Regions from separate parts of the Sus scrofa genome. Here region 2 is linked to region 1. A link is a contact called in public Hi-C data. All regions are on one chromosome and are shown on one strand. Each heading gives the region's core, a stretch centred on a gene start, on an enhancer-like site or on the middle of the called end of the contact. The rest is flanking DNA. Distances are from core to core; before and after follow the strand shown.

Region 1 (2,700 bases), core at 93-2,592:
AGCACAACCAGCCAAAGAATGACAACCCATAGGCAGAATAAACATACCCTTTAGATGCACACCCCCAAAAAACCAGCAGATACACATTATATACATTTTTAATAAGGGTTAACACTATCCATCCAATTTGTATAACACAGAGGGATGTGGACTAAACATGGAGAAAATGACTTCATGTTGGTTTGAATCTTGCTAACCGAAATGCAACCACACCCCCCAAACACAGGTAAAGTTTGCACACTTGGTTCTGCCAAGGCCAGCCTGTCTTTGTTTCCCTCTTCTCTGCATTTACCCAAGACCTTGGCTCTGAGACAGAAAACTCCCACTCTCGATTGGTTCATTCCGGCCTATGCAATTAAGCAACACCACAATCCAGTAAACGCAAGGGCTCAATTATTTATCTTTTGGCCAAGTTTACCAGGTGTTTATAAAAGAACAATGCCAGGAGGAAAAAGGTTTATTTCTCTCTAGAGTTGGTTTGATGGGGGTTTTATTTTGTTGGGTTTTTTTTAAGAAGGGGGAGGAGAGAAACACGATTTAACCTAGAAAAAGACGAGAGGGAGTTTAGAAAGAGAACGAGATTGTCAATTTCCCTACAGGAAACTTGATTCTTATGCAATAACCCTAACCATGAACAACCAGCCCGTGAGGCTGGAGGAGGAAGACACCTATTCCTACCTCTCCAGGGGGGCACAGCTGGATCCTACAGGAGCGGGAACTGGACAAGACGGAGGAAGTGGCTCAGCCGGAGCCGCCGGGCCCGGCCGGGGGGGCGGGGAGGAGGCGCTTGCCAACCCACCCCTCCGTGATCTTCGCCAGCATGACAGTCGCTCCTGCGGCCGGAACGTCCCCAGAGCCCCAAGGAGCAGGAAGTCGGGGGCTGTCCCTCACTCCTGCCACCGCCACTCTAGAGTGCCCTGGCCCCAATGGTCCTCCCCCTCGAGCCCCTTCTCACTCTTCCACCGCGTCTCCTCTTTCTCCAAAGAATGAAAACTTCCTTCCAGCGTACCCTGTCCCTTCAGAGGCCGACTCCTGTCATCCTGGGAACGACCCTTCAGAACGACCCTCCCGGTCTCTTCGTATCCCCTCTGCCCTACTGAAGCTTCTGTCCACTACTCCCTCAAACACCCCAGAGCATCTCAGCCCTTCTGGCACCCACCCCTGGATCCCCGGCCCGGAGGCCGTCGCCCGGGGAGGGGGGGGGCGGCCCCACCCTTAACCCCCTTCACCTGCTGCTCCGGCTGAGGCCCGACTGGCCGGGGCTGCGCTTGCGCCGGGGTGCGGGCCGCAGGGCTCCCTCAGGCCGCAGAGTCTCCCCTATTAGACACGGGGAGAGCGCCAAGTAGGGGTGCTCGTCAAGGATCCTGTTCGGGCTCGCTCCCTCCGCGGCGACGTCGGAACCCCAGGCTCCCCCTCCCGGTCTACGCCGCCGCAGCTCCGGAAACCGCTGAATTACAGCCCCTCCAGCCAATCCCCGCCCAGCCCCCGCCTGGCCTGGGCACTCCGCTCATGCATTATTCATGAGACGACCAGTTTTCTCTGCCACACAGAGGCCCTGGTGAATGTACTGTATCTCCGAAGCCCCACCCACTTGCCAATGAGGAGAGCTCCTTGGAGAAGGGGCGGAGCCAACACAAGGCCGGGAACGCCCCTGTACTGGCTGTTCCGAGGGCTCACTGCTACTCCCTCCGCAACAGTAAGGGAAGAGCCAAGGCCTTGGGCTGAGAGACCCGGAGGGAGGGAAGAAAGATGACCGGAATGTCCTGCTGAAAACTCAGCTGAGTTCCTGGCAGTGTGTGACGTCAAGACACTTTAAATGCCCCTGATGCGGCTCTCTTTTGCCTACTCTCCCTTTTCCCGGCCCTTGGCACCACGTGGGGGTGAGTTAGGAGCCACTTACCACGTGGGAATCAGCCAGTTAAACAGTACCCAGGTATCGCCAGATACTCTAAGACCTCAACGGCTGAATTGGGTTTTTGGGGACAGCCAAAAGAACATGGGTGACTCCCGCCTGCTTTGAACCTCAGTTTCTGCGTGAGTCGAGACACACACACCCGGAAACATGACGTGGAAGTAGAGTAATTACTAGAGTGCGTGGGGAGAGGGTAGTGGATTTAACCCCGTCCTCCGTTCCGTCTCTTCAAGCATCAAAGGCCAACACGACTCGCACATTGGCCTGTTCACGGGAATGCAGGAGACAGTACAGATAAAGAATGACACGTATACACATTGTTTTTATGTGTCTGAGTTGAAATACTTGAAATTGCGTGCCTTTATCTTTTTCGCCTGTCTACTTCGAGTGCAAGTTCTACTCCATTGAAACCAGTAGTTTATAGGAAATGTAGACATTTTATCTTGCATAATAGAGGATGTACTTTGCATAATAGAGGATTGTATGTATGTGCTGGTACAATCAGGGTTTTAAAAAATAACAGCTATTAGTGCTTATTTGTGTTTATTGTGTTTGTTTAGTACAAAGAGGTATTAAGATGAAATCCAAAAAGGGACCTTTTATCAGGTGTTCCCACCGTCCAGCGGAAATGAATCTGACTAGCATCCATGAGGAAGCAGGTTGGACCCCTGGCCTAGCTCAGTGTGTTAAGGATCCAGTGTTACCATGGGTTGTGGTACAGGTCGAAGACGTGGCTCTGATCTGGCATTGCTGTGGCTGTGGTGTAGGCCGGCGGCTGCAGCTCTGAT
Region 2 (2,700 bases), core at 151-2,650, 210 kb before region 1:
CCTGTACTTTGGCCACATAACAAAGAACCTCCCAGCCTGGTCTGAGACAGCAGCCATTTCACACACCTAAGTTTCAAGCAATGGACAAGGATCAGATGTCAGAACCAGCTGTCTCTAGGAAAAGCTGGGGAGAATCAGCACTTTCGGGTGTGGGAATTCCTTGGGTTACACTAAAAATTAGCACATGAAGAACCCAGAGGTGCCACTGTGATCTCCACCTAATCCTCTGCAATCTACAACTGAGTTGATCAAGTCCAGAAAGGAATGGAAATAGACCCTAGGACTAGAAGTGGCATGACCTGTTGATCAGGGAGGTGAGTGTGTGTTTAGCAGTGGGAAAGAGCCTAGCACTCCTCAATTCCAGACTCCTTATTTTTGGTCTTTTTCCTCCTCTCTAAAGACCAACGGACACCAGTCCCAGGACGAGCAGTCCCTCTGAGGTAGCTTGGAACCACTCGCGTGCTCTGGGAGGACCCGGTTGAGACTCCAGCAAGGGGGGAGGAGAAGGGGAGAGAGATGATAATGAATGGGCAGATCCACTCTGATCTGTGTGATCTGTAGCTAGGATTGAGCAAACCTCAGCTAAATTGTTCAGAGGCAGGAAAAGCGATACACTCAGGGAACGACACAACCAGAGAACACCATAACTAGAGGACGGGGCTGGGGCAGAGGGGAGCAAGCCGAGGAGAAGACAAGGCATTCCTAAAGAGTGACCCTGACTTTAAACTCTGCTAGGATCCTGGGTGGCTGTCTAGCTTGAGGAAAGAGAGGAAGTAAGGAGTTGTGGGAGCGGTCTCACCCAGGACCACCCCCCCCACACCCCGCCCCAGCCTCAGGATATCAAGATAAAATTCCTCTAGGGCTGGAGGGACAACAGTTTTTGTGGGACGGGGTAAAGGAAAACAGCGACAGACAACACTTCTGGCTACCTCTAAAAGAGAAGTCGGACAGGCTCCTTCACACCTGACAAAGATTCCTCCAATTCTAGGAGGAGAGGGAGCGAAACTTAGGGTCTCTCCCTCCCACCACCGGGCTGGACAGGCCAGAGGAGAGCCACAGGGGTTTCCCAAGGGTTACGAAGGGCAAGTAAGGGAAGGAAAGAAGAGCCCCCCCGGCCCCCGCTCTGGCTCGACGCCTGGGGAGCCCCTTAAGAGGGGGCTACGGGTCGGGGGAGGGGTCAGTATCCCCCCAAGCCGGGGCCGGGCGGGAGGAGGGGCTGCCCCGGAGAGGTTTCAACGCGAGCGAGACACTGGGTCCCGGGACAGGCACACTCACGGTGGCTCCGGGGCGGTGGCGTTACTTGAGGCCGGGGCTCGGACAGGCTCCGCTCCTCTCCCCCCGGCGGTGTCCCAGGCTCCGGCCTCCACTTCCGCCTTTCAGCCGCTCCGGATCCGGATCTCCACCTCCGACCCGCCCCTCAATACCCAGGTGACTGACAGGGCGGCGAAGCCAATGGGAGGCACTCTTGGCCGATTCACAGGCGGGGCTGGCGGGGAGCGCGGGAGAGGTGGGAGAGCGCACGCAAGGGACGGCGGGAATTGTAGTGCGTAGCTCCAGGAGGAGCCGCCTGAGACAGGCTTAGGGTGGAGCCCGATGTCGGCTAGGCGGAGCCCGGCCGGGAACTTTTTAAGGGCAGGCCTGCCGATCGCGTCATCGCGGGTTCCAGGCACCCCGAGGGGAGGCGGGTGGCGGAGCGTTGCAAGAGGGTAGGAGGCTGTGTGTGCAGAATTGGGAAAGGAAAAACATGATGTGAATGAATATGCACGTAAGGCCGCGTGGACCAGTCCTGAGCACTCGCTAGACTGGAGGAGCCCGTGTCTGCGCTTTTGGGCCAAGTCAGTTCTGGGAGCCCCACGGGTGGGGACATTTTGATATGGGGAAGATTATGGAAACGCTATAGTAAGGGCTTTCTGGAGACTACTGGGTAAGATCAAAGGGAGAGCCCCTGCCACTGCCCAGCAGTAAACTAGGACCCTCTGCCTTTGGCTCAACCGGAACCGACTCTGCCCCTGTCTCTCCCCACCCTCAACCAGTTCCAGCTCTTGTCTCTTAACTCCAAGCACAGAGCCAGACACTTCCCATCCAGTGAACTGGACCCACTTCTGTTTGCCCCCGCTTTGCCCTTCACATGGATCAGGGCTTTTTTTTTTTTTTTTCCCTGCTCCCCTCAGTATGGATTAGGACCACTTCTGCTCACCCCCAACCCCCCCAACACAGCTCCTCTGCTTCTGCATCTCACCCCCAGAGATACTACTCAGCACCTGAATGGAATACTAGCTCACCCGGAGGCAGCTGTGGGCATTGTTCCTATGACACCAGCCAACACCAAACATACCCTGGAGCCTGAGCTGGAGAATGGACCTTGCAACCTGTCCAGGACAACTTGCCCACACCTGGTTCCATTTGGTCACCAGGGTGCCTCTAACAACGTCCATACCACCAACCCCTTCAGTGATTGTCAGAGAAGTGAAAGCTAAGAAAGAAGAGAGAGCTTAAGAGAGCAAAGGGGATGGGGCAGAGTGGGATTCTTAGTAGGTTCTGGCTGGTGACAGCACTTCTTCCAGACCCTGCTGTTCCTAGCCTGCAACAGGCACAGGATTGGTTAATGCAGAATTAGTGGGGAGTCCTGTGGGTCACCTTGGCAGGGCTGGAGGTGGACTTGAGTCAGGGCTCTGTCCCTCCCACATATCGTGTCTGAGT

Evidence for each region. Hi-C and Micro-C count contacts between places; a contact is called where the count stands out from the background.
Region 2: a Hi-C map of liver shows a contact between it and region 1, with 6 times the contacts expected there. The contact joins the promoter of RAB5C here to the promoter of STAT3 in region 1. A contact is called at or near these places in 1 of 5 promoter capture datasets (fetal liver) and 1 of 47 Hi-C or Micro-C datasets (liver).

Annotation. Positions count from the first base shown.
Region 1 is chr12:20,405,958-20,408,657 of Sscrofa11.1, reverse strand. It overlaps STAT3 (signal transducer and activator of transcription 3), which reads right to left and starts at 1,342. Exons shown (of 25, transcript NM_001044580.1): 1 at 1,230-1,342.
Region 2 is chr12:20,612,691-20,615,390 of Sscrofa11.1, reverse strand. It overlaps RAB5C (RAB5C, member RAS oncogene family), which reads right to left and starts at 1,400. Exons shown (of 6, transcript NM_001244254.1): 1 at 1,276-1,400.